7 separate regions of the Mus musculus genome follow, and regions 1, 2, 4, 5, 6 and 7 are each linked to region 3. The links are chromatin contacts, called in public HiCAR-type, HiChIP or PLAC-seq, Micro-C and promoter capture Hi-C maps. All regions are on one chromosome and are shown on one strand. The core of a region is the stretch at or near the end of the contact, and the rest is flanking DNA. Distances in the headings are between cores, read along the strand shown.

Region 1 (3,643 bases), core at 299-2,798, 980 kb before region 3:
CCTAATTCGAAACATCCACGAAGAAACAAATATGCCTGCTCACAGAACCCGGGTCAAGAACACAGAAGCAACAACATAACACACTTGCAAATTTTTCTGTAATACATTCGCTTTGTTGGAAGACAGAAATGTGCTTGAGGCAATAATCAATTCAAACGCTCCCAACTTTAACATTAGAGTTCGACTGAAATGTGGAAAATTACCCTTTATATGTACAGCTTACCAAACATCTCGGCCAACGTTAAGATTCAGATCAATAGAGAGCAAGATACTGTCACCCTGTGATTGAAATTACTAATAAGAAAGTAAACTTAAGGTTACTCTGATGAAGATAAACAGAATCGGAAATCGGTGTGGTAAAGGTTATTTCTCATAAAAGACATACCCTCCAAGTGCCTTCCAGCGTGCGAATTTTAACCTCTAGTGAATTGCCTTCCGAGTAACACATGAGTTTCTTTGCTATCTGCTGATAATTGCAGATAGTGAAATCTGAACTAATAACTACGGCCAAGAGTTGAGTACCGCAGAGCTTGGGTTAGTCTTCTGTCAAGTGTTTCCTTTCCCTAGCGAAATAAGATTTCCTTTTTAACAAGAAACCAATCACGGAGTCTAAACTCCTGATGTTGATGGAACGGAAAAGGTCACAAATCCAGTCAAGCGAAGGCCTGCGGAGCATCCGTAGGCTCGCTCCCCTAGAAAAGGGCGCTGCGGAAAGCGGAGTGGTAAGTGGGTGGGCTCCGAACCAGATAGATGCACATCGCTGTCCTGGGTGATGCCCCTTTGCGTGAACGGCCACGACTTCCAGAAGGACAGGCAGCTGCAAACTCCGAGGGCGCTCGGCAGGGGTGACAGCGGTCCCCCTCCCACCCCACCCCTCCGCCTCCCCGAGCCCGTACCTGATGATGTCGTCGCTGTGGCCGCGGAAGAACTTCTGCCGATGCTCCCGCGGACTATACACCACGCCGACCCCCGCCACGAAGTACACGATCTCCTTGGCCGCCGTGTAGTAGAGGTTGTTGCGGCACTGGTGGCCCCGGTAGCCGTACACCCACTCGAGCCGCAGGTGGCAGCTCGGGGCGCTCCGAGCCGCCATGTCGGTGCGCCCACCCGTCGCTGCGGCTCGGGCCCGCGGTCGCCGCCGGGGCTGGGTGACGAAAGCTCTCCCGCTGGCGGCCCGGACGCTCCTCTAAGCCGAGCCCGGCAGGTGCATCTCGCTTGCGTGGCCGCCGCAGCCGCCGCCGCCGCTTCAGCCCACGGGCGGGAGGAAAAGCCTCGCCTCACCGAACATGCTGAGGGCCGCGAGCGCCGCCGGCTGTCCGGGAGCCTCGCGCGTCTGGGAGCTCGCCGTGTCCCCTCAGCCCAGTGCCTTAGGCTGGAAGACAACCAAGCGAAGAGGGGGGACGGGGACGCGCCTCCAGCCCGCTTCTTCTCCGCCCGCCCCGCGCACCGGACTCCCCGCCCGGGTCACCTGCGGCGCTCCGGTCTAGCCGCTACCTCGCCTCCACAGCCCCGGCGGAGCCGCGCCGCGCGCTCCCGAGCCCAGCTGAGTGGCGGGAGGGCGGAGCCGCGCGGCCCCGCCCCTCCCCTGCGCTAGCCCCACCTCTCAGGTGGCCCCGCCCCTCCCGGAGTAGAGCGGAATCAGAGAGCTCCCTGCTCACCACCACCAGGCTGTGGTTAACGCCCCCCGCCCCCCCGCCCCCCCCCCCCACGCAGTCCTCCCTACCAAGATCTAAGCACCCGTTCCCACCCTCGCGAGACCTGGATTACCCCACCCAGATTTGGATTCCTGTTGCTGGGTTTGCTTGCTCAGGAATCTCTGGGGAATCCCGCTTGCCCTTAGACCTCAGCTATTTCATATGCCAATGAATAACACCAGAATAGAATGTTCACTTTATTCTTTAATCGCCTCCTCCATACCTTACATATACGTGTGTGTTTGCTTATCATGGTGCTCTCTGGTCCAGAAATTTGGCAAGAAGAAAACCTAACCTCGCAAATGTGCTTTTGACACATTAGATACACTGTCCTAATAAATAGTCCTGGATTTGTTACTACTGTTGTTCAACAGGCCTCAAACTCATAATCCTCCTGTTTTTGTCTCCTGAATGCTGAGATTACAAATGTGCATCACTGTCCCCACCAAAACTCCGAACCCACCCCCCCCCCCCACGCACCCCACCACCACCCACCCCCACCCCGCTGGCAGATCTTTCAGCTGCTGTTTTGGATAGCAGCAATTATCTCTTGATTAAAATGAAGAAGGGCATGTTTTAAAGTAATTGTGAAATCAGATGGCCTAAATAATTGTGATCAGGTAGACTACTCCTGGAAGAGATGTTGACTATGTAACATCTATGTATGCTTAGAAAAAATTAAATATTTGTTGCCGTACATCGTGAAATATTAATCACTAGCTACATATAATTTTTATGAGGTAGGGTGTAGAAGAATAAGAATTTCTCTCTGTACAGTTTTTTTTTCAACACAATGTTTTACAGATCCCATGGTACATATTTAAGAACTTCAGATTAATACTAGATTTAAATAATTTATTTTCCCATTATCATATTTTCCATTGCAATTTTTAATGACCCAAGGGTAGAGTTTGAAGCAAAAACATTCTTAATTAAGCCATCCTCAGATGACAACTTAAGACCAAAAGAGATGACGGAGGCACAGCGGTGGCTGGAAAGTGAACCATTCATGAATACTAAAGAGAGGAAAGCAAATCTCACCAGTTCTCTATGCGATCTGTTAGCAGGGTCATGGCAGAGAAGTCAGTCAAGCCTTTACCCTGGACAAGGTGTTACCGCTTTCTGAAAGTCATGCAACCAGACCCCAGATATGGATCAACAAGTAAACATCTGGTGAACCATTTACGTAAAAGAACAATAATCCTTTGGTAATCTGATGCCTCCTAGTCCAGTCTGAAGCTACATAGTTCAGACATGTGGGGTGTATTCTAAAATTCAAGCAAATGGAGTTATTTGTGGTTTTCTGTTCATGTGTTGGCACCGAGATATGTATCCTCCAGCCTATAAAAGAAATGTAAGGTCAGCCATGGGCTGATGGCTAAGAAGGTGAGTGCTTGCTGCCCAAGTATAAGAACTGAGCTTCGCATCTCCAGGTCTCACATAAAAAGCTGACTGCTAAGGAGGCAGAGACAGGTGTATCATGGCGGTTCACTAACCGTAAAGCCCAGCTAAAACGACTGAGGCCCAGGTTCAGCGGAAGACTGGGCTAGCAAAATGGTTCAGTAGGTAAAAGAGCTTGTCCCCATATCTGACAACTGTAGTTTGACCCCTGAGAACCATGTATATTACAAAGAAGCAACCCATGCACATTGTCCTCTGATTCTCACTTACACATGTGCCCCTGGTAGTCACCAATAAATAGATAGATAGATAGATAAATGTGATTTTAAAATTTTAGTAAGATGCATAGAGGAAGACAACACTGAGCTCTAGCCTCTCTACCCATACATGCAAAGGCATGTCCGCATGCATGTGTACATACATAAACAGATATACACATATGAAGTAAAGCAAGTGAAACATACATTGCTGAAATTTGTGATATTATAGCTATTGACTTCATGCGTTATAAATTATAATAGTTTTAATTTCTACAACCAGGCCTTTGG
Region 2 (4,113 bases), core at 1,237-3,736, 960 kb before region 3:
GAATGAGTAATTGCCTGTGAAATTCAGAGCTAAGAAAGCAAATTTACAATCAAAGGGGATGGTTATTAATTGTATTTTCAGTTTTTAAAAAAGCCTTTCTAAAATAACAGGTGTTGACTTCATTGGAGGGCTGCAGGAGGAAAATGGATCTTGGCAGATGGTCAGCAATTTGCTGCTAATGTAATACAGCTCCTCTGTAGAAATTGAGACTTTTAGTTTCGGGGAAGTTTTGTAGGACTTCTACATTTGGAGTTTGCTACAGTTGAAGAAGAGCTTTAAGAGACTGTATATTCCCCCCAAAAAAATCATTTTTGGAATTCCAGTAATATTGGCAGGAAATTACTGAAATCCAAATAAATAAGGCATATGGTTAATAATGTATCAGTGTTAGCTCCTTGGATGTGACAAGCATACTGTGGCAATGTGGGAAGCTGGGTGAGGAATACATTGAACTCAGTACTATCTGTGCATTGTTTTAAAATGGAAACATCAAATTTTTCTGCAATTAAAAAATGTGTATAGGGCCAGAGAGAAGAAGCCAATGCTGTTAGGATCACTTACTGTTCTTGTAGAGGGCACGGGTTGCAGTTCCAGCACCCACATGGCAGCTCTCACACTTGATAACTCGGGTTCCAGGAACCAGATGCTTTCTTCTGGACTCCTCAAGTACTCGTCACAAACACGGTGGACAGACATACATGCAAGCAAAGCACTCATACACATAAAATAAAAACAACCTTAGAAACTTCAAAGATATATGTACTGTGGCGGTCCATACCTTTAACCACAATGGTCTAGAAGCTGAGGTAGAACTGGTCATTCCACAGTCAGTGTGGGGTATAAGGGTTGAAAATCATTTACACAGGAGTCTTTTATATTAAAAATAAAAAAATAAAATAAAATAAAAGGCCCCTGTGAAGTACTGAAGCTGTCCATGACCAACATGTATGCCTTCCTGAAACCATGACCTTCACACAGACTACCTCACTGGGACCTTCTCACAAATTCCATCTCTAGAGTCCCTTCTAGGGAAACACAGATGGACCAGTATTAATCATCACTATAAAACTTATAATCTTCATAATTAGTCACTTCCAAGATGCAAAAATTCTAGAAGGATTGCTTAGAAAATGAGACTAGAAATATTCACAATCCATTCCTTTGTTCTGAAATGTAGACGTCGGGTTGAAATCTGCAAAAGCTACCTGGGTTAAATATAATGTTTGCATTGTGATTCTCTAGTGGTTTCAGGAAACTGCAAAAGGTCTGTGTTTATTGATTGTTATCTGTGAGAGAAAGTGTAGACACCGTCAGAAAACTCTTCACTATTCAGATATTTTCTTCTGTCTTCCGTCATGGTAGGAAGGAGGCAGGAGGATGGTCTAAGAAGCCACCCCCAGACTCACCCCAGCCTCATTTCTGCATTATGGGCTCTTGCTGTTAGATATTTGTCATCTTTGTAAATGTGTAGAGGAAAGTCGGGCAGTGGTTCAATCAGTCAGAACCACTCTGGGCTGGGGATTTAGCTCAGTGATTTCAACAATAGAATCTTTATCTAGCGCGTGCCAAAACCCTGGACTCGGTCTTCTGCAGGGAAAGAATAAAAGCAAACAAAACCAAAACTCACTGCACACATGAAAACATTTGACAGACGACACGTGCCCATAAACGGGGTTTCAAAAGTTTATTTGTTGTATCTGGTGTCAAATACCTGTATGCACTGGCACTAGGGAGGCTGCACTGCAGATTAGCCTAGGCTGCATGGCAAGATCTTGAAACCAAAGAAAACAACCCAAACCAAAGGAAAACCAAAACAATACAGCAACAACAAATCTCCCTTTCCATACATTATCTACTTTGGAAGAAATGCCCTCAATCTGTAAATTATAGTCTCGCCTCCTTAACTCCAAACAAGTGAAGCAAATAATTTCTCTTTTTGGAGCCTATCTCATCTTCTCATCTGTAAAATGAGTGTATTGGACTAAGCAAGCTCTCAAATCCCTTGCAATTTGAACACTGCCGTGAGACGGAAAAATACTGTAGAGGTTTTGGATTTAGGGCACAGGAGAAACTGTTTCCGCATTTATGTTTCTAGAGTCAGAAATATGACAGCAGTAGGAATGCGCGAAGTGGGGCGTAGTGAGACAGGAGACACAACCCGGGTCAATTTAGGTGGGCTTTTTTTTTTTTTTTTTTTGGCACTTACAGGGTAAGCAACCGGATGGTTGCTAGGCAACTGCATCTCTCGTTAGCACGGAGGACCCTGTCCGAGGTGTCTAAGTCACTACCTGTTTCTTTTAAAGGCTTGGTGGCTTTTCAAAGTTAATGCAATCTATTGTCATTAAAAGAACACTTTTTTGCCAGCAATTCTTTGCAAACTCTCTGGCTGAGGTCGGCTCTCAGAGGCTTTCCCGTCCCCTGTTTTCAGGCGCGCTGCGGACACCTCCTTAGCCAGGCCCCGCCGTTGCGCGTTGCTCAGCAAAGCCAGACGCCTCCCGCTCGCTGCTCCCGAACCCCGCCCTCCCCGGGCCGGGCTCTGGGTACAGGGCCTCTGGGTTCCTTGAGGGTTGTCCCGGACCACCATGGGCTCAGAGATGGAGCCACTGCTCCGGGCCTGGAGCTATTTTAGACGCAGGAAGTTCCAGCTCTGCGCCGATCTATGCACGCAGATGCTGGAGAAATCCCCTTATGATCAGGTACCTGGCCGGCCCCAGGCAGTCTGTGGATCCTCTTTGCTGAGGCCATGGGCTCAGGGCGGGATCCCTCTGTCCCCTGAGGGAGGCCCGGGAGGAGGGCCCAAGAAGAAGTTGCCTGTGTAATCCGCAAAGGCACCTGGAGCGAGACTCTTTGGAATCCTGGACAGTAGGTCCCTGCCTTTTGCATCCCCTGGGAATCCTGAGTCCTGTGCTTTGACAGCTCCTGCTATAAACTTCAGCACACCTTTTTCAGAATTAGTTATATTTAAAGGGACTCTGTTAAGTTTGTGAGGGGCTTTGATAGTTCATTGGTCATTCACTGGTCACACTCCTAACTTGGTTGATTTCTAAAAAGGAAAATATATATGTGAACAAAGACTTGAGATGCAGCCGCCTTTAAACACAGCTGTCTTTTGGTCCAGATAGTGAAGCACGCGATCTACCGCATTTTTAGACCTCTGTCCAAGTGTGAAGGAACTTTTGTTTCTGAGTCATGAATTCAACTGGAGGCAAGATAGAAGAATGAGAATGTAGATGAGGGAAGGATATATTTATTTTTAAAGAAACTACCTGGGCAAGAGAAACTTTTCTTGTAGGAGGGAAATATAAGACAGAAGAAGACCTGATAGCCTTGGTTAGAAGGACATATAACAGTTCAACATGAAGGTATACTCCTGTACAGCAAGGGGATCAGTAGTTCAAAGCCATGCTCAGCTAGGTAGAGAGTTCAAGGCCAGCCTGGTGAGCTAAAGGAGAACCTGTCTTTAAAGGGGATCGGGCAAAAGGGAACTTAATAAATACAGCATTATTGTGTATAATGAATGCAAAGGTCAATAATGAATGGGGGAGGTATCACGAACATTATCATTGAATAAATAGCCCCTGGAAGAGGCGAGAAGAAAAACAGGAGCCTAAGAGTAGAGTTGTGCCAGTTTGGCAGTGCTTTTAGGTACATGCACAGTGTATTGTACCTATTCAGACCCTGGTTTTCTTGCTTTCCCTCTAGTGGTGTTGCCTTGGAGTTGTTAGGAAAGAAAGGGAAAGCTAGAAAAGCCTGAGTGTGAAGGTTGTTCCTGGACTCTGCTGCTCTCTGAGCGAATGGATGAAGGATGCTCAAATAAATGGTCATAGGCGTCCGGCAGAACAAACTGTATTGGTGGTGATTCTAGAAGTGTTGTTATTATTCATGCTCAGTAAAGGACTGTGAGTGTGTAGATGGAGATTTTTTTCCCCCCAAGAGCGTTGCTTGGTACATTGGTCCTACAAAGGCTGCTAAAGACATTTCCAGCACAATCCAGCATGCTTTGGAACAAGGCAGTATAAAATCTCTTTACCATTGTTACAAGGGAAGTTTGTTAAGACCTTTGGATGTACCAGACATTGTTCTAGGCTCAGTGGTTCTCAAGAACATTATGTG
Region 3 (3,816 bases), core at 344-2,843:
CTGGTTGTGGAGCTTTCAAAATGCAGTTTCAGTACTCTAGTTTTAATTCTCAAGCAATATAACCGCCGAGTTAAAGATTTCCCTCTGTCCCCTCTCCCCAAAGTTTAAGGAACTTGACCAAGTTTAAGGGGCTGACAAATCCATTCCTCTAAACCGCTGGAATAAACTGTACTCGAAAGCTCAGTCCTGGGATTGGGAAGGTGATGGGACGGATAGGAGGTCGAGGTGATTATCCGTGGACAGTGTGGTGGGCGGGGAAGTGATCAGAGTCCTGCAGCAATGCCAGAACCAAGAGGGGTGACAGAAGTGGCCCTGGTCAGGCTTAAGTCTGAACTCGGGTCGCGCTCCCACACCTACTTTCACCCATTTCCTGCGTTCTGAGGCGCTGGCTTCGCCTGCTCGGGGCCTTGCGCCTGCCTCTGACAAGAACATCGCCACCGACACGGAGACCAAGCCAGGCGTCTCCTCCGCTGCAGCGAGAACACAGACCAGCCACTGCGGCCTCGCCCACCACCGCTGGGACTCAACTTCGCCGCGCAACTCCAACGTCTCCTCCCATTGGTCAGTCTCCGAGCCACTGGCGTTGATTTCGTACTGTCATTGGTTAAAGGCGCTGTTTAACGATGGGGCGGGGCCTCAAGGCCCGCTCCCAGACCTTGGCCCCGCCCCTACTCGATTTTTCTTGTCTTAAGGGAGGTCTGGTACCTCTGGGCTCTCTTAACTCGTTTTGATTGCTTTCAGGCTCTCTCCCAAATTTACAATAAACTCTTTTTGATTATTCTGACCCGTGTCATTGCTAGATTTGGCAGGAGACACACGAAGAATGTGAAAAAAAAAGCACACAAACACAAATAATGAGTGAACACCAAGATTCATTTTTAAACTGCAAGTCTTTGGACGGCCTTCGCAGAGCAGCTACTATGTTTATTTTCGCCCTCTTGGTAACCCTGGCACGTAACACTGTGTCTAGGACAATTAAACGGAATGTCCCGTTTTTTTGAATGTTTACACAGAATTGATTATTCAACCCCCCGGAAGGCGATGCCTGACGTGAGGCTGACTTAAGGAACAGCACAAGAATCCCATACCAGACATCTTTATAGAAGATGAGGAATACCCTCTACCCTTCTGGCAAATCAGTGAGATTGACAAGAACATGACCGTTTCAAAGGAGAAACCTTCAAAGGAGGTTCTGAGTCTGATGGGAGCTCATTTAACTTTTTATCTAGCAGTCGATTTTAAAGTCTGAAGCAGCTGTCTTTTTCTACCGCTCACCCATCTCCCAGAGCACGCCGCTGTCTTAGCCTTGAGAGCCTGAAGCTGCCTAAAAGCATCCCCAGAATGGAGTCGTTGTTTGCAAATTAACCTCGAGAGAGAAGCTACCACAGCTTTCTGTTTCTCTCTTCTTTCAACAGGAAACTAGCAGAGAGTGAGGCGTTCATTCGGCTCTTTTCTGGTCCTCTTGGTCTCAGGCAAATGAGGCTGTCTTTAGGACCCAGTGGGGGGCTTCCGGAAGGGGAAGCGGCTGGCTAGCTAGGCGGCGGCGCCGGCGAGTTTGAACTGCGCGCATGCGCGGGCGCGCCGCGGGGCGGAGTCTCGGCGGCGGCGGCGGCGGCCTGGCGGGTCAGGTAGGTGTCTGCCGCTGCGGGCGCCGGCTCGGGGCGGGCTCTGGCGGCAGCGGCGGCGGTAACTCTGCGCCCGCCCTCCTCATGGCGGCGCGATGGCCGCTGCCATCAGATGTGGTAGTGGAAGGCCAGCAGGGCTCGGTGAGGACCGCGAGGAGAGCGGCGAGGCCGGGGTCCTTGGGCAGGGTTCCTCCGCTCTGAGTCCCGGGAGCCCCGGACCCTGCGCTCCTAACCCTTGGGACGCGCTGCAGAGCCGCTGGCCTTCGCTCCCTCCGTGGACCACGCTCCACACCAGGGACACCGCCGTGATATTGGGCTGTCTTGAGGTTGAAATGAGTCTGTACGCTTGGAATTGTGTCTGGGCAGAGCTGAGCGCTCGGGGAACGTTGGCAGCTTTACGATTTGCTTACTGTACCCCCAAATTACTGCTCCTTGACCATCGTCAGCACCCCACAGCCCAGCTCCTGCAGAAGCGTCCTTATCGCCACGTGTGCACAAAGTTGTGTTACATATGATCATTTTAAAAGACTAGACGGGCCAAGGCACTCTCACTGGGAGTCCCATTGTCTTTAGAATAAAATTCGGCTTTTAACTTGCCTTACTGTCCCCACCCCTTCTTTCTGGACCATTCCTGTGTTACAGTTAGAACCTAGCTACCTCCTCCTGGCCTTCAGCAGGTTGGATTCCATCTGTCTGGAATGTTTCTCGACTGCCTTTTAGCCCGCGGATTCCTTTCCCTCCCAGGTCTCATGCTATGCCACAAATGATTCCAAAGAAAAGTTATCCCTGTAAAATGTAGTGAGCATCTGTAGTCATCTTGACTTTTAGGCTTTTTATGTGTTAATGTGTGCCTTTCACCCTGAAATTAAACCTGTCTAGGATAGAAGCTTTATATTATTAACTCTTTATCCCCGACCTCAATTCTGCTTACTTCCCGGCTCAGAGGAAGGACCACCTTGGAAGAATCTGGTGCCTCTGTCTTAAATGTCTGAGGAGTAGTGTCTATATAGAAGAAATACTGAGTCTGCTCAGCCAACCGGGGAATAGTGGAAGCAAGGTTCTAAGCGGAGTGCCTTTTTTTTTTTCATCAGCTGTTGTGTGTGTGTGTGTTTGTACACACACCTATACAGGCAGTTTCCGACTGTCTTCCTCAGTTGCGCTCTGCCCTGTTCTAGTGAGTCAGAATCTCACAGAACCTGAAGATGGCGGCAGTTTTCTTTCTGGGTGACTGGCCAGTGAACTCTCAGACCTCCTTGACTATCACAATGTTGGGGTCATAGGCACAGGTATTATGCTGGGCTTTGGAACTCATGGCAAACCCTCTTATCCACGGCTCAAAGCTCTAGCCCTCCATGCATATTTTTAAAAGCCCTTAAGGAAATTTCTGATGACATTCTGAGTTTGCTGTCTGGTGAAAGGATTCCATAAGATTTTTTCCCCCATCTTGGTACAGTATCCAACACTGCCAAATTCCATTGCCTCGCCTGCCTTAGTTTTTATTTATTCTCTTTACACATATGCTGTTATTTTCTTCATATTTATTTGAATCTACTCCTATGTAAATACTTTTACAAAGTAGACTTTATTTTGCTGTGATAGCTGTAATGGAGCCATAAGCTACATTCTACTGACAGGAAAACAAGTGTTACAGGTGCCTGTGGAGGAGTCCGGGACCCACTGGGAGTTCAGAAGCAAAATGTAAAGCATTTTTTACAACTTAGCTTTCTCCTTGATTTAAGTAGAAATTGGAATTGGAGGGGGGTGCTGTTATGTGCCCAGTCGGTGGCAGGCCCCAGTTGCTTCCACTGTGGGAATCACTGCTGCTTTGATTCCAGGCTGGGACTTCGGTGGGTAGAGGGGTACACCTGTATTCTCCTTCTTTCGATGTCCCTTACTACTATTGTGACTTTGCACTTCTGCTATGCTAGGCACTGCCTGGTGAGATAGAAAATAAACTGTGGAAAGGAAGCCGTGGGGAATGTTATCAGGCTGGTCTTTGGTTCCAAAAGCTCCCTGGCCTGCTGGGAACCTGGTCCTGTTGGAGGGAGCAGTGCAATCGGATGCTGACCAGATCCACTCTTCCACATTAGAAGCCATTTCCTACACGATCTTGACATTTACATCGCAGCAGCTCCTCTCCAGCAGGAGAAGGACCTTGTTTGCATAATGAGGTTGGTAACCTGGTGGGCAG
Region 4 (3,750 bases), core at 209-2,708, 930 kb before region 3:
AATGCTGAACAGGTAGGAAGACCTTGCAGTAGATCTTTTTGAGTCACTAAATGACAACTGAGGAAGCTTGTTTGGAGACATTCTGTTAGACGTGGGGTTGCCTGGTTATTAGAGTTTGAATTAGAGCTAGGGAGATGGCTCAGTAAAGTGCTTGTCCACCCAGGCATGAGACCCTGGGTTTAGTCCTCAGAACTCTCATGCAGTTGTTGGTCATGGTGGCATGCTCTTGTATCCCTGTGCTGGGGCAGTGGAGATGGGCAGATTACTGCTTGCTGTCAAGTCCAACCTAACATAGATACATGAACATGTATACGTATGAACATTCATATACATACTACATATATGCCAGAAAAAAGCTTTCTAAAAGTTCAGATAATATTTTTTTTCGATATGACAAACAATATTTAAAATCACCCTATAGGTATATTTTCCCCTTCTACTCACTATTTAGGAATTGTATATAAGAACCAGACAATTTCTCACTTTTGTGTATGTTCATATGTATATGGGCACACATGCATGTATCTATGTGCGTGCTTACACATGGAGGCCTGCCATTGCTGTCAAGTATCTTCCTCAATCACAGTGTACCATGGATTGAGGCAGACTCTCCCACTGAGCCTGGAGCTTGCCCTTCTAGCTAGTCTAGGGAACTAAGAGGGCTCCCTGTCTGTCTTAGTTAGGGTTTTACTGCTGTGAACAGACACCATGACCAAGGCAAGTTTTATAAAAAAACAACATTTAATTGGGGCTGGCTTACAGGTTCAGAGGTTCAGTCCATTATCATCAAGGTGGGAGCATGGCAGTATCCAGGCAGGCGTGGCGCGGGAGGAGCTGAGAGTTCTATGTCTTCATCCAAAGGCTGCTAGTGGAAGACTGACTTCCAGGCACCTAGAGTGAGAGTATTAAGCCCACACCCACAGTGACACACCTACTCCAACCAGGCCACACCTCCAAATGGTGCCACTCCCTGGTGCAAGAATATACAAACCATCACACTGTCTTTGCTCCCCACTATGCTTTCCTGCCCTGTACACACACACACACACACATTCACACACACACACACACACATTCACACACACACACCCACACACACACACGCACACCCACACACACACGCACACACGCACACCCACACGCGCGCGCGCGCACACACACACACACATGCACACACACACGCACACACACACGCACACGCACACCCACACGCACACACACACACACACACGCACACCCACACGCACACACACACACACGCACACCCACACGCACACACACACACACGCACACCCACACGCACACACACACACACGCACACCCACACGCACACACACACACACGCACACGCACACACACACACACACACACACACAGTGGATTCTGAGGATCTAAACTCCCAGTCCTCATGCTTGGTCAGAAGAGACTTACCCAGAGTCACCTCCCCAGCCCTTAGAGGGCTTCTTATGAACATAGAAATGACCCTGTGACAGACAGTTTGGAGGAAATAGCAGGAAGCAGGTGCAGTAGAGATGTATTTTCTTGCCAACAAGAAATGTAAAAGAAAAGACTTTAGAATGTTTAGGGAGAGTGTCATAAATTATTACAAGTCACAGATAACATTGCAAAGGGTGCAGTTTAGAAAATGGCATGATAACAGGAAGCAGATAGCCATCAACACATTGGCGTGACTTGTTTTTTGCTTTCAGCTCTCAGAAAAGTCAGGGAATGTAGCTGTGTTTGACATGATTATTATAGACATAGTAGCAAAAATAATTGAAGAACAATATAAATGCTCAGTACTCGAGAACAGATTTGATAAGTTATAACAAATGGCAAGATGGACTTTTTGTGTATCCATTAAAATAATAATTTCCAAAAATCATAAAAGTTGCAAATGCTTGTTTTTATATGATGTTAAATCAAAAAGTATCCTTTTATAATAGCAAATAGAAATGTAGGTAAATACATGCGCACATGTACTTAAGACATTCTTGGATGTGTTTCTTGAGAATAGCTTTAAGACTCCTTCATCCCACGTGTCCTGTTGAGCACTCACAGTCATCAGCCACTCAGCTTGGCTGGAAGCACTGGTGGAGATTAGGCCTCATTTCTATTGTTTTCTCAAGCTTTTCATACGTTTCCTGGTTTAATAGCAACTTTTGGTTTATATTAGCTATAAATTAAGTATCTTGGTAAAATCAAATGCTTGTAATTGGGCCCTCATTATATTCACTGCTCGTCGCTCTAGTATAGAACACTCAAGGAGGTAGCTTGTTTTGTTTTGTACTCACTGAAAAGTAAGAACTTTCATTTTCTGTTTGTACTTACAAGATGACAGGCTATTCCTTAAACAAATAATTGCCAAAGCTCTTGCATTGATCCTATGATTGACTGGAGGAATGCCAAGGACAGATGCCTGCACGTGTTCTCTGCCTACTAGCCCGAATGTGCGCTCTCTCTCTCTCTCTCTCTCTCTCTCTCTCTCTCTCTCCCTCTCCCTCTCCCTCTCCCTCCCCCTCCCCCTCCCCCTCTCCCTCTCCCTCTCTCTCTCTCCCTCTCCCTCCCTCCCCCCCCTCTCTCTCTCACACACACACACACACACACACACACACACACGCACACATGTACGCATGGTACTCTGTGGATCAGACGCTAACATTAAAATGCCATTTTAGATTTTTATCGCAAATGTTATTTTCCAAAAGGATTTAGATAATGAGCACAAACCGGGCATTTTTTAAAAAAATAAACCTTTTATATATTTTGCAACTTTGACTCTGAAGTGAATAGAGGGGCGGTTCAGTTTTTATTTTTCAAAAGAAAGCATGTTGTATAAATACAGGGGATATTATAGGTAAATAGCAAGAACTGTGAAGTGACGTTTAAACGTTAAGAAAGTGAAATTGATCTTTGATGTGACAATTATATTTCTGTCTCTGTGTTCCTACTTGGGAAGCATTATTAAAAATTAAAGTGACATGTGGGTCAGACATTTTTTTCTTTCTGATAATAGGGAGAATGCTAGAGCAATTAAGAGTACTATGAAGTTGCATTTTCAATGTTAAGAAAAAATAACATCATGCCGGGTGTGGTGGAGCACGCCTTTAATCCCAGCTCTCGGGAGGCAGAGGCAGGTGGATTTCTGAGTTCGAGGCCAGCCTGGTCTACAAAGTGAGTTCCAGGACAGCCAGGGCTACACAGAGAAACCCTGTCTCGAAAAACAAACAAACAAACAAACAAACAAAAACAAAAAGAATAAATAACATCAGTCATATGAGATGGCTCAGTAGGTAAAGTCACCTGCCACCAAGCCCAAGATCCAGGGTTTAGTCCCTATGCCCTAGATAGTAGAAGTGGAGAACTGAGGCCTGCAAGCTATCCCTGACCTCCACATGTACACTGTAGCATGGGTATAGTTGAGTTGATCTGAAGAGAACTGTATTTATTCTTTTATTATTGTTACCTATATGTATATATTTGAGTTTTTAGTGACTCTCTCTCTCTCTTTCTCTCTCTGTTTTTGGATGGTATTTGGCAGTAATACATGTGGGCTGATGATCTGGAATCTTTATTTCCATATGCTCTTTAATTTCAGCATCCTGAAGTTGTCATAACTGTAACCAGAGTCTCAAAAGTTTTTAGTGTTTGGATATGTCCACAGACTACATTGTTAAGATTTGCCAAAGTCCTTCTACAGTTGGACTTCAACAAACCTGTGACTTTACAAAGAAACACTTGAGGGGTTTA
Region 5 (3,669 bases), core at 205-2,704, 840 kb after region 3:
ACCATCAAAACTGCAGTGCTTATACTGATAAATGAGAAGGCATGAATTTACATCTTATACTAAGTCATAAGACTGGCACCAAAGATACTAATGGGCAATCAAGAATTGTGGGTTGTAGTTAACTTTATCCATCTGTTTCAATCTGTTCCAAACAGCAGCAAGGTGGACCCGCTTTCTACCTGAAACCTGCCATTTGCCATTTGTGTCTACTTAATATAATGTGCCAAAGACTTAAGTGTCAAAAATCTTAAAACCACTGACACTAATAACTATCGATCCACTCTAACACATTCTCCATGCAGAAATGATAGTGTAAGGGGAGACCTGACTCCATGGGGCTGGGGAGACCCAAACTTTACCAATTGGTCCAGATAAGAATTTTCCAAAACAAACCCCGGAATTACACAATGAAAAAGCAAAAGTAAAAAGCTTAGCACACGGAGCTTTACTGATCTCCAGCACAGGGGATGCAAGCACTTAAGTCGCCTAGTGAAGCCTTTCACCCAAAACTTTACATTTATAGAGGCTGCTTGCCAAAAGACCTGGCAAATTTCAGAGAGTATAGTACTTCACGATAACTCTGAGAGAAAGGACTTAATTCCAGAGGACCACGAAGCCTTTTTCCTTCACCAGAGACTAACCGAGAACCAATACCCCTCTCGCAGGATCGCTGTCCCTTAGGGATGGTACAGACATACATACACACACAAACACACACACTCCCCTCACACCTGAACCATCCCAGGCAGAGGTGCAGGGTAAAGTGAGTTCAAGCTTCAAGCTCCATCACACACAGCTCCACACAGCTCACCTCTTGAGGGAAAGAGTACCTTTCCCTCGAGACAGCGTGTAGTGACAGATATGTCACCTATGCAGGAAAGGGGGCATAAAGGCATCTTCCCAGGCTGGGTCGGAAACTGGGGGCCCAGCAGGAGCAAACTTTCCTCTCCGTGCCCAGAGCCTCCCAGGACCCCCGGACTATTCCCCGCCCGCGAAGCCCCGCCCCGGGCCCGTCCCCCCCAGCCCGCGCCCCTTTTGGCCTGTGCGCGCACCCATGCCGGCTCTCAGGCGCGCCTCCGCGGCTGGCCCGGCCAGCAGAGGGCGGGGTCGCTCACCGGTCCGCAGCTCGTGCTTGACAGTAAGGAGCTGCTCGCCGCCGTCGCCGCTGTCCCCGCTGGTGCCCGCGCCGCCGCTGCCGCCGCCCTCCCCCTCCATCTTCACCCTCTTTCCGATCGCGCGGGTCGCTCTTAGGGGAACCTGATGGGACAGCAGACGCCCCGTCTCTCCACAGCTCCAGGAGCCGAGCTGCCGCAGCGCCACAACTCCGACACTGAGGCGAGTCTCTTTCCCGCTCTGGCCGTGCAGCTCCTCCGCCTCCTCCCCTCAGCGGGCACCGCTAGTACGGCACAACCCCGCGCCCTGCGCCTCCACCTCCTCCTCCAGGCCGCTCCTCCCACAGCCAGCCCAGGAGACAGCCCTGAGCCACCAGCGCTATTGGGCGCAGCGCGCGCGCGTCTGCCAGCGCCCGTTCCCATTGGGCGGCTAGTCCTGACGTTTCAGGAGCCGCCCCGCCCCGCTGCTCGAATTGTTGTTGCTTGGCGGGGAGGCAGGAGAGGGAGGAGCGCGAACGCTCCGATTGGCAAGACCCACGGAATGCCCCACCTACTCGCTTTGGTGCGCACGCGCAGGCAGGCCTTCCCTCTCCTGACCTCCCCAGAATGGTCACACCCCTTATTCCCAGCTTCGATCTGTTAGTAAACAGTATCTAGTAGTCAGGAGGCGCTCCGGACCTCTGATTGGCTACTGCGGAAAGAGGCGGGGAAAGACGATTGGACCGCTTGGTCCGCCAATCACAGTGGACAAAGGAGGGTCCTGGAGGGAAGCACTTGTCACCCACGTGTTTGCGCTCGCGCGCGTCTGAGGGTCCTAGGGAACGGCCCACAAATGTGTGACTGTCTGGAAGATGGCATGTCTTCGAATGATACTATTCTCTGTAGCACTAAATAAATTAAATGAATTTTGTGTTTAAATACAGGTAGGAGCCGGCAAGATGGTTCCGTGGGTAAAAGTGCTTGCGGCCAGACGTGGACAACCACAGTGCAGTTCCCATATAATGAAAAAGAACTAACATGTTGACCTCCGACCTCCACACAAGCTTTAATTAAGGGCATGTATCGCTCACACAAGGCAAAACTAAATTACGTTTAAAAATTAAATACAGGTAGCTCCTATACACAAAAAGTCAAGGTTCTGGCTCCGGATGAGAAATCTGAAATAATAACTTGTGGAGGTGGGGAGTGTAGCTCAGCCTAGCCTTGACCCCCTGGTACGTCTAGCACCACCTCCCAGTGCTGGAATTCGCAGTATGTGCCACCATGCCTTGCTTATGACATGCGGGAGATTGAACTCTCCAGCTTTATGAATGCTAGGCGAGCAGTCTACCAGTTAAACTACATCCTCATCCCAATTTTTCATGTTTAAGAAACTCAAAGAGTGTGGTGAATCATAAAATAAGATTCAATTTCTGCTCCTGAAAAGCTATTAACGGAACTCGAGAGATGGGCAACTTGTATACAGGCACAGGAAACTATAAAGAATTTAAACAAAACTGTGAACCAGTATTAAGCATTAGAGAATGGCACAGATGGCAACGATTATTCTCAAGGCTTTTAGGGCAAGGAGAAAATCTGGATAGCCAATTTAAAGGGCAAGTAAGACAAAACTGGAGACATTTCACACAGAGGTAAGCTGTGAGCCTAGGTCTAGAGGAGATCAAATGCTGGTGACCTAAGTAACAGGTAGGCTAAATGAAGTGTAAGGGAAACAGCTGTATAGGAAAGATGAGTGTATCTTTATTTTCCTTCTTGGAAAAAAAAAAACAAAAAAACAAAACAAACAAACAAAAAAAAAAACCAAAACAAAAAAACCCAAAACAAAACAAAAACACCTGACAGAAGCATTCTAAAGAAAGAACAGGTGTGGTGGCACTGACCTTTAATCCCAGCACTCAGGAGGCAGAGGCAGGCAGATCTCTGTGAATTCAAAGCCAGCCTTGTCTACATATCGAGTTCTAGGATAGTCAGGGCTACACAGAGAAACCTTTTCTTAAAAACACTCAAAAGAGAAAAAAGAAAGACCTGGGCAGGGTCGGGGAGTGACTTACATTTTAAGGATAGAGTGTATCATGGAGGCGGGAAGATGGAGGAACAGGAGACCACTTGGTCAAGTTGTGTCTGTGGTCAGAAGCAGACAGCGCTAAACTGTGGTACTCAGCAGTCTCCTTTCTATTAAATCCAGGACACCCAGCACAGCTAGGGTGGATCTTCCCTGTTAAGCCTCCCTGGAGATGCCATTAAAGAGACACCCACAGGTGTGTCTCCCAGGTGGTTCCAAATCCGGGCAAACTGAGAATGAAGATGAACCGTGTCCTTAAGACAATGAGGGATCGTAAATGTTACACTGAGGCACAGAAGTTATTTAGTAATGAAGTCCCCTACACTAGTTAGAACAGCAAAGTCACTCTCTTATAACTTGTCGAATCCCATGAGGCTGACGGGAAGAGAGGACTCACTGGGAAAGAATGTATTGCAAGTGTAGCACTGACAGCTTAATTTCTGTAGCGGAAGTAGGTGATAATGAGAAAAGAAAAGACGAGCATAAACAATGCAA
Region 6 (4,023 bases), core at 334-2,833, 650 kb before region 3:
TAGGCATAACTGCACATAATTAGAAGTCATAATTACAGCTCTCTTTCTAGAATGTGACCACAGTATCCACATTGACCTCTGTGGCAGCCTGGCCTCCATGCTGGGAAGTACAAACAGGGAGGATACAGCCTCTACCCAGTGACCTCACAGAGATGGGCAGCCAATGCCCCAGAAACTTCTAAGGTCGGGCATCTACACTTATTCCCTGGGGAGTGAACTTGGGATCTGTTTGGGGTTTCCTAATTATCCCTTTCCACTGAGAAATATTTTACTTTAAATAGACACACAGTAAGCTGGAGCCTCAACACCGTCTTCTTTCAGGACATGTGGGAAAGGCCAAAGCAACCATTCAAATTAATATACCAGTAATTACTGTGTATCTACAGTCTAATTACCCATGAAATGACCAAGTTGAAAAGATCAATTTCTGATCAGTTTTTCACTTGGGCATTTTATAAAAAGTAGCTATGGAGGCTCTAGGTCACTGAAAAATGCCAATTTATTATTAGTTTATTATACCTTATACCCCTATGTGGCCATAGATCAAAACTTATCTCCAATCATGCCACTAAACAAACCATTCCACAGGAAATCAAACTTGTCTGGGTTTTCAGACAGACAGACAGACAGACAGGTCTCAGCATTGGGCAGGGAAACACAGACTTCAGAAGTTATCCTCTGAAACCATCTTATTGATGAAAAAGAAGAGATAGGCCCAGGTAAAGCAAGAGTGAGCCCTGGGTGAGTTGGTTGGCAGTCTCTAACAGTAGACAGGCCCCACTGGAACCTCTCCATCCCAGCCATGCCTAGAGAAAGAAGACAGGAGCTCTGTCGCTTTAACAAAACACAGGGCCCCAACTGGAATCTTCCCAGGGATATCTAAAACACAAAACACATTGGATTCTCTGTGTATCCCATGCGTGCAAACAAGAAGGCAGGACATCTAAAAGATCATCCCAGAGTTTTAGCTCATAAATCCAACGCGGTTTTTCAGCCATGTGACTACCAACTCACTTTGCAGCAAAGGTCAGTCAGTTCCTCTCTGGTTTTCAGGAGCCTGCAGACCTCCCAGCCCTTTCTTTTTAGGAGTATCTGCGCCTTTGCCTATTACTAGTAGCCCCTTACACAATCCAGACAGAGTCAACACGGGGGGGGGGGGGGAGAGGAGAGAGAGAGAGAGAGAGAGAAAATGAGAATGAATATCTCACTAGCCTTTGTGGGGCTGAATGAGATGGGAAATTCCCAAGTTCCCTAAGGACAGAGGCAGAGGGCTTCACAGACAAGTCCTGTCCACATCCAAACCCAGGCCAGGGGCGATTCCCACTTGGAGGCATGAACTTCGAAGAAATACAGTTTTTACCCATACACTTCTCTGTGACTGGAGCTGCCTGAGAGTGAAAGGTGGGTTTCTGTATTTGTAAAAGCTTTATTCAGTAAGGAGAAATAAAGCCATTCCTCAGAGGTGTCCCAAGCTAAGAGTTTAAGAAGAGGAATAATTACCTCACTGCTTCTGTAGGCGTGTCGCTGGAGAGATACACTACCCCAGTACTGTGTTCTATTGGTTCAGTAAGAGAAAGCAAAGGGACTGGGTGTGAATGCACACCAAAGGCATTTAATTGAGACCGGAACATTTGCATCTCAAAGCTCACTCTCTATGTGGCCACCAATACAAACTGCATATATCAAGTGTCGGGGTACAATGATCCAGACGGGTAAGGAAGAACCTATAGAGGGGCACATTCTCAAAGTTACAGTAATTATTGAAAAAATTTCATGTTATTTACTGGCCAAGAAATCTAACGCCACACACAGCAAGGATTCTATGACCACGTGCTGGCTTGCTAGGGTCTCGGGACTCTGGCTCCACACACCACCCAGCTGACCGCCACTCTCACAACCAACCTCACAGCCTATTAAAAGGAAGGCTTTGTCCCCGGGGCTTTGCTCACTGCTCTGTAAAGGAGCATCGGCCATATCGATCCCAAGTGTCACCGTGATAGACAAGTCACAGATTAAACACCACCCTTCCTCATTTCAATTAAAAAGAGTTCGGAACTGAACTTCGTATCCCATTTGTTTACTGAGTGGTACTTGATGAAAGAAAAGGTTAGAAACAGGACACTGGGCCAGGGAGATGGCTCGACAGGTAAAGAAAGCACTTGCTGTCCAAGCCCTGATCACCCGGGTTTGCATCCCGGGAGTGCACGCAGACGGCCATCTGCTGCAGGGCACTTCTGTAAACTGTGCGCTCCCATGGAGATATGGGAGGTAGAGGCAGGATAACTAGCCTGGGTCAGCCTTCCTGGCTTATGTGGCATAAACAGGAGAAACCCAGCCTCAACTGCAGCATTGTCCTCTGACAACTGCACCATGCCATGCACACATGGACTCATGTGCACAGTAAATAGGTGATAACAGCAACAGCAAGAGCTGTACTTAGCGGTCAAAATGGATTATGTTTTAAAAGTAAAACAGGATATGCCTTTAGTCCCTGCACTCAAAAGGCAGGAGGCAGGAGGCAAGGGGGCAGGGGGCAGAGGGCAGAGGGCAGGGGTCAGGAGGCAGGTAGATCTCTGAGCTAGAGGCCAGCCTGGTCTATCTAGAGATTTCTAGGACAGCCATAACTACACAGAGAAACCCTGTCTCAAACAAAACAAAAAACAAAAACCCCACAAATATAAATAAAAATTAAACACACACACACACACACACACACACACCATAAACATAAGCTGAGTGTGGCAGTACTCTTGTGACACCCCAGCACTCTGGTTTAGGGGCTCAGGGCATCCTTGGCTAAATAGGGAGCTGTGTGCCAGCGTGGGCTACACAAGAACCCGTCACACACAGACAACCGAATCCGAGGAACTTGGAGAATTGGCTCAAGTTCAGGGGCAGCCCGGGTTAGTCCTACTCAGCAAGATTTAGAAGTAAAAAGGGGACGGGAGGGGGTGATTTTTAATTTTATTCTCCAAAGAAACTGTCCATTTGGGGCTGCAGAACACAATAGCTTTTTTTTTTTTTTTTTTTTTTTTTTGCATTTCTCCACAATGTCTAGCTGCCTATTTTCTCTAAGCACTTTGCAAAAACAAACAAAAAGGATAGCTAATGAATCCAATGTGGATTTCATTACTGATTCCATTTCTCACTCACACACACACACACACACTCACACTTGGGGTGGGGAAGATGGCTTGGCTGGCTTGGCTGGTTTGCCTTGATCCTGGTGACTGACTGGAGTTGGATCTCTAGGACTCACCTACTGGGGGAGAAGTAACTCCAAGTTTCTTCTGACCTCCACTTGGGCCTTGTACACACAGGTAAAGAAATTCTTTTTAAGATGTTAATTTATTTGATTCGTTTTAAAAATAGCAATACTTTCTATTATATAGTGTCTCATAAAACCAACGGACACCACTGTACATCAAACATTGTATTAGAGCCCAAACTGGGAGCAATCTCAGAGATTAAACTTCTGAGGACGCTCAATGCTTACTTCCACCAGGTCATCTGGGACACACTCACTAAGGTGGCAGAAGAGAGCTCACTCAGTCCTTCACAGCAGGCAGCTGTAGAGCCTGTCCTCCCCCCTCCCCTCAGGAGCTGGACCCTCCCCCCCCCTCTATTTCTCATTAGCATCTATGAAGAGCCAAACAGAGGCAGCTCCTGTGTGAAGAAGGGGCAAACCTGAATGTGGAGGCCAAGAGGATAGGGAAGGAGGGACCTGGGTCAGGAGTTCAGTCCATAAAGGGCTTACTGGGAGCTGCTTGAGGTGTGTATTTCTGGGAAGGATCTGGAAGTTTTATGGGACTCTATGAGAGGCGCGGATACAGAAAGGAGCTGGATTGAGACCCGTTGGGCAGAGGCCTCCCTCTGGAGCGTCAGTACAAGAGAACGGCATATCCTCCTCCTTGGTGACAGAAAACAGGGTCCCAAGGTCTCGGGTGCTTGTGAAACTTTCACATGCACTAACGTGCAGTGTGGTTTTTGACTAAGAGTTTGTAACTACCCAACACAACCCTA
Region 7 (4,059 bases), core at 11-2,510, 820 kb before region 3:
AAACAAACAGACCCATTACAGAGAAGCCTCTCTCTGTACCTTTTCCAATCTGTTGGTCCATTAATACAGATGCTTCCTCCGATAAACTCGGAACTTGTGGAGAACTTTGAAAGGATGTAAGTCAGAGAGGGATCTCTCTCTCTCTCTCTCTTTCTCTCTCTCTGTGTGTGTCTTTCTCTTGGTGTGGGTAGTGAGTGAAAAGGTAGCTGGTTAAAATTCATTGACTTTGTGAATTCTTTATTTTGGGCATCTTTCAATTCATGAGTTACAATCCTATGAAAGCATTATATAAAGCACCAAACAGGACGGGGTTCTCAGGGCTGCTTCATGCTTTTGTTACTGGCCATCACTTAAGAGTGGCCAAGCACTTTCTGTGACCACATCTCCCTAACAGCTAACATTCTAATTTACTAGATGTGGCTTCACTAGAAAAGGAACCGGAGGGGTCTAGACCAATCACACAGAAAGATCCCGTGACTTACCTAACAGTCTCCGCCTGCGACTTCCTGAAGCATATTTGACAAAGCCCCAGCCAACTAAAAGAGAGGTCCAGAGCAAGCATTGTCCACCTAAGGATGCTGCCCCTCAACAGGAACAGACAGAGCCAAGCTGGGCATGACCGGTGCCTGGCTCCAGGCTCCCTGCCCGAATATGGTTCAGAACCCCAAGCTGGAGCAGAGTAATTGCAGGCTTTTCACGTTAAGCCAGTTTGAGTTGCTTTCCACTGACTTTGTTCTAACTAAAGTCCAACTATCAGGCTTGAAAGATACCCAATTTGGAATCTCCCACCCCCTTTTATTTGCCAAAGCCCCTGGAGTAACCATCAAATCAGCCCCAGATGGTTCATTAACATCAGCCAAATGCTTTCAAAATAAAAAAAAAAGAAGTGGTATTTTTGTTTTAATTAGATCCACACAGTAAGGTTCTTCCTCCCTATAATATCATCAGACTCTAGCATGCACACACAGAGAAGGGGGGAGGGAGGGAAGAGAGGGAGGCGGAGGAGCGCACTTGGAAACAAACGTCTACATATTAACTGAGGCCCTCCTTGGAGAAAATATAATGACAGAGCATTTTTGTCTATTTCCCAAATGAACACTGGCTGCTTGTGGGTGGCGTGTCAGAGCATCCATGTTCCCAGGTCCCAGCACAGAGTCAGGAAGGAAGGGGCATTTTCTCCAACTTGGACTTGACAGTACCCAACTGCCATCTTCATCCTGAGGAAGAAAGGCACTTGCTTTCCCAGGCACTGTCTGAGCTATGCGTTACTCATCAGGTTCCTGCAGAGAGGTTGATCAGGGTCTCCGGGAAGTGAGTCAGCAGTAAGACAAGCATTCCTGGGACACATCTGGAAGTGAGTCAGCAATAAGACAAGCATTCCCGGGACACATCTGGAAGTGAGTCAGCAGTAAGATAGCGCCATCCGGGCACATGTCACAGACCAGTTTCATCCGCCGTGTGCCCCTCTCTTTCTTTACCTGCGCCTCCATTTGTCAACCAACTTAACTCTCCTCTGTAGTTACTATGAAGCCCACTGGCACTGTCATACTTTATTATTGGAAAGTGAGTGGAAAGTCAGGGACCATGCAAAGTATAAGGAAGGTATCGCTACTGGAGAAAGTTGAAAGGGATATAGGAAACCTAAACTAATGATACATTCCTGGGCATGTTAATGCTGAGAATGGAAGGCCCGCTGAAACATGTACCTGACTCAACCACTAAACAGAGTCAAAGTGGCTTCTTTATTGCAAGCTCCCTCCTTGGATATCTTAATACGGTGATGTATGTGGTGGACCTACAAGGGGACGCTTCTGAGACAGCGGCTCCCCAGTCATTCAGTTCCATGTGTCCTTAGGGTGTGCACAGAAGCTCCAGTGCTGTTGGCATGGTAATAGCATCCTGAGCACAAAGATGAAGGATGTCTCAGTTGTCCCCTTTTGTTCTGAAGAGTTGAGACAGGCCTAGGACACCTTAAATAGAGGAAGAGTTGTTAAAGGGATAAACATGAAAATAAGGAACATAGATAGGGTCAAGGCCCTTAAGACCTGGGACAGAATCTAGGCTTTGGAAAGTCATTTAAATGATTTATAGCTCATTTAAGTGAATGTAACTCTTCAGTGGTGATTTATTGGATATGACACTAAATGCACAGGCAATAAAGGCAAAAGGCAGACATTTGTCATTGGTGGACATCAAATAAGCATTCAAGGACAGGACCAGTGGAATGAAAAGGTAACACACAAAATGAAAGAAAATATTTACAAATCACATATCCAGTAAAGGACTTTGTATACGGGATACAGAAAGGACTCTCACAACTCCGTCTTAAAAAGATGAATGACCCAGTTTGAACACTTGGCCAAGGATCCAGATGGATGCTTCCACAAGGATGAAAGATAAGTGGCCAACGATGAGAGAGGCTCAGTATCATTTGTCAACAGGTAGAGGAGGTGCAATTCCACATCCATTGCCATACAAAGGATTACTAACAATACACAGGGTAAGGACGCAGCAAAATGGAAAGTCCTCTGGTACTGCTGGGGGCGGGGTGGTGGTGACATCAGATGGCACAGCTACTTCAGAAAAGTCCGACAGCTCATCAAAAGGGCAGGTGTCCAGTTGTCACATGAGTCAGAAATCCGACTCCCAAGAAAAATAAAAGCATGTGTTCACTTCAAACTTGTTTCAGGTGCCCGCTGCTGTGTTGTTTGTAATAGCCCATCAACTAAAAAGTGGGTAAACCAGTGAGACATATCTGTGCAGTAGAGTATTGATCTAAAAACAATAACGAGATGAAGAACTTATGGGTGCGCCCTATAGCCAGCATGAAATTTGGTGAGAGCGTGCTGTGAAAGAAGCCAGTCACAATGGACCACATTTTATTTGATATCACTTCTATTGTAACGTCCTAAGTGGCAAACCTACAGTGTAAGAGGCAGGCTGCTAACGTCTGGAGACTATGTGGGGAAGGAAAGAGAGAAAGCTAGGGGTGGTAGAATGGCTACAGGGTGCTCGTCAGAGTGGTGGAGAGGAAATGAAAAGGTGTCATTAACTCTTATCAGCTCATAAATGCACAACTGCGGATTCATCAGAACCATGAAATCCATATGTATCGAGTGGGGGGAATTGTACAGTATATGAATTATCTCAATTAAGCCTTTCTTAGAATGGCTAGCAGCTAATGATACCCATTCCCTGTGTCTCTAACAATACAACACTGATTTGACACCAGGCACTACAGGACTACCAAGTATAGACATTGGAATTATTTTTGGTCAACAAAATGTGAGCAAGTGTTTCGTCTGGAACTTCCTAGAAGCAATTGAAAGAGAATGAGCTGTTAGGGCGCTTGCCTTTTGGTCTTATTTTAGCTTCTGTAACTGGCCTGAAACTCCTATAAAAACGACTAGCAACTATTTTGGGACTTGAACTGATTTCGAGGCTGTAAACTTCACACTGAGAAAGAGAAGGGAAGTTAGGAGCCTGGGTCTTAGTGACCCTGCAGCACCACGTCATGACATTCCTTGACTGCTTGTGTGTGTGTGTGTGTGTGTGTGTGTGTGTGTGTGTGTGTGTGTGTGTGTAGAGATCAGAGGTTGATGCTGGGTATTGGATGTCTTCCTGGATCACTTATTTATTTATTTATTTATTTATTTATTTATGTATTTATTGTCTCTCAGTGAACCTGGAGCTCACAGTTTCAGCTAGGCTGGCTGACCAGTGAGCTCCTCGGATCTACTTGTGTCTTATCCCAGTTGGGAACAACCAAAAGAAACTTATTCTGAGTGCCACCATTCCATTTTCAGACTCCATTTAATTGTAGGGAGGAACTAAATTCAAGGTCCCAGGCCCTGGGGGGGAGGGGGCGGGGCTAGAGACTTCCCTAAAGCTGAACAGCTTCTGTTGTCTGTGTCTAGACATCTCAGGGACAACTTGTAAGGAGACAGTCGTCTAAGTCCAGCTATCTCAAGGACAACTTCTCCATCTTGCAGGCAGGGTTAAACAAATCTATCTTCCCAAGCCTAGGAACAAACACCTATCCCACTTCTCCAAACGTTT

Evidence for each region. Promoter capture Hi-C pulls out the DNA fragments that hold promoters and counts their contacts. A called contact is a pair of places that touch in the nucleus more often than the background predicts. HiCAR-type assays count read pairs that join an accessible place to other places. HiChIP or PLAC-seq counts read pairs in DNA pulled down with a chosen protein or histone mark.
Region 1: a Micro-C map of embryonic stem cells shows a contact between it and region 3, with 4 times the contacts expected there. The contact joins the promoter of Eml5 here to the promoter of Tdp1 in region 3. A contact is called at or near these places in 10 of 39 promoter capture datasets (the 3T3-L1 cell line, 3T3-L1-derived adipocytes, embryonic stem cells and 3 more), 7 of 484 Hi-C or Micro-C datasets (CD4 T cells, the G1E-ER4 cell line, embryonic stem cells and 2 more), 7 of 115 datasets of contacts at active chromatin or transcription factors (T-cell acute lymphoblastic leukemia, astrocytes, embryonic basal ganglia and 4 more) and 2 of 9 other capture datasets (adipose tissue and liver).
Region 2: a contact with region 3 is called in a HiCAR-type map of astrocytes, with 5 times the contacts expected there. The contact joins the promoter of Ttc8 here to the promoter of Tdp1 in region 3. A contact is called at or near these places in 11 of 39 promoter capture datasets (the 3T3-L1 cell line, 3T3-L1-derived adipocytes, cranial neural crest and 7 more), 2 of 484 Hi-C or Micro-C datasets (LSK cells and embryonic stem cells), 5 of 115 datasets of contacts at active chromatin or transcription factors (astrocytes, bone marrow-derived macrophages, embryonic basal ganglia and 2 more) and 1 of 9 other capture datasets (liver).
Region 4: a promoter capture Hi-C map of liver shows a contact between it and region 3, with 4 times the contacts expected there. The contact joins the enhancer-like site here to the promoter of Tdp1 in region 3. A contact is called at or near these places in 11 of 39 promoter capture datasets (the 3T3-L1 cell line, the HPC-7 cell line, embryonic stem cells and 5 more), 1 of 115 datasets of contacts at active chromatin or transcription factors (bone marrow-derived macrophages) and 2 of 9 other capture datasets (embryonic stem cells and liver).
Region 5: a contact with region 3 is called in a promoter capture Hi-C map of pre-B cells, with 2.5 times the contacts expected there. The contact joins the promoter of Rps6ka5 here to the promoter of Tdp1 in region 3. A contact is called at or near these places in 3 of 39 promoter capture datasets (erythroid cells, liver and pre-B cells), 1 of 484 Hi-C or Micro-C datasets (embryonic stem cells) and 1 of 115 datasets of contacts at active chromatin or transcription factors (bone marrow-derived macrophages).
Region 6: a contact with region 3 is called in a promoter capture Hi-C map of embryonic stem cells, with 4 times the contacts expected there. The contact joins the enhancer-like site here to the promoter of Tdp1 in region 3. A contact is called at or near these places in 9 of 39 promoter capture datasets (the 3T3-L1 cell line, 3T3-L1-derived adipocytes, the C10 cell line and 5 more), 2 of 484 Hi-C or Micro-C datasets (bone marrow-derived macrophages and nephron progenitors), 5 of 115 datasets of contacts at active chromatin or transcription factors (astrocytes, bone marrow-derived macrophages, embryonic basal ganglia and 2 more) and 3 of 9 other capture datasets (adipose tissue, embryonic stem cells and liver).
Region 7: a contact with region 3 is called in a FOXA1 HiChIP or PLAC-seq map of pancreatic cancer cells. The contact joins the enhancer-like site here to the promoter of Tdp1 in region 3. A contact is called at or near these places in 3 of 39 promoter capture datasets (embryonic stem cells, liver and second pharyngeal arch cranial neural crest), 16 of 115 datasets of contacts at active chromatin or transcription factors (bone marrow-derived macrophages, embryonic basal ganglia, embryonic forebrain and 12 more) and 4 of 9 other capture datasets (adipose tissue, embryonic stem cells, macrophages and 1 more).

What each region holds. Positions count from the first base shown.
Region 1 is chr12:98,899,936-98,903,578 of GRCm38.p6, forward strand. It overlaps Eml5 (echinoderm microtubule associated protein like 5), which reads right to left and starts at 1,549. Exons shown (of 44, transcript NM_001081191.1): 1 at 897-1,549. The coding sequence starts at 1,093.
Region 2 is chr12:98,918,088-98,922,200 of GRCm38.p6, forward strand. Ttc8 (tetratricopeptide repeat domain 8) reads left to right here and starts at 2,487. Exons shown (of 14, transcript NM_029553.4): 1 at 2,487-2,696. The coding sequence starts at 2,583.
Region 3 is chr12:99,882,925-99,886,740 of GRCm38.p6, forward strand. Tdp1 (tyrosyl-DNA phosphodiesterase 1) reads left to right here and starts at 1,594. Exons shown (of 16, transcript NM_028354.5): 1 at 1,594-1,628. Efcab11 (EF-hand calcium binding domain 11) reads right to left here and starts at 518. Exons shown (of 6, transcript NM_030172.2): 1 at 358-518. The coding sequence starts at 432.
Region 4 is chr12:98,949,098-98,952,847 of GRCm38.p6, forward strand. All of the region lies in intron 6 of Ttc8 (tetratricopeptide repeat domain 8), which reads left to right. Among named protein-coding and RNA genes, the nearest start is that of Ttc8, 30 kb to the left of the region's middle. Within about 2 kb of position 1,459, at least 3 of the 459 cell types and tissues checked have an H3K27ac peak or open chromatin away from gene starts, as enhancers often do. A contact at or near this core is called in the HPC-7 cell line and liver, where this site is marked.
Region 5 is chr12:100,723,666-100,727,334 of GRCm38.p6, forward strand. Rps6ka5 (ribosomal protein S6 kinase, polypeptide 5) reads right to left here and starts at 1,455. Exons shown (of 17, transcript NM_001330702.1): 1 at 1,116-1,455. The coding sequence starts at 1,215.
Region 6 is chr12:99,228,633-99,232,655 of GRCm38.p6, forward strand. The region is part of intron 4 of Foxn3 (forkhead box N3); the gene reads right to left. Among named protein-coding and RNA genes, the nearest start is that of 4930474N09Rik, 68 kb to the left of the region's middle. Within about 2 kb of position 1,584, at least 23 of the 459 cell types and tissues checked have an H3K27ac peak or open chromatin away from gene starts, as enhancers often do. A contact at or near this core is called in embryonic basal ganglia and embryonic stem cells, where this site is marked.
Region 7 is chr12:99,062,726-99,066,784 of GRCm38.p6, forward strand. All of the region lies in intron 2 of Gm40554 (a long non-coding RNA gene), which reads left to right. Among named protein-coding and RNA genes, the nearest start is that of Gm40554, 40 kb to the left of the region's middle. Within about 2 kb of position 1,261, at least 29 of the 459 cell types and tissues checked have an H3K27ac peak or open chromatin away from gene starts, as enhancers often do. A contact at or near this core is called in pancreatic cancer cells, where this site is marked.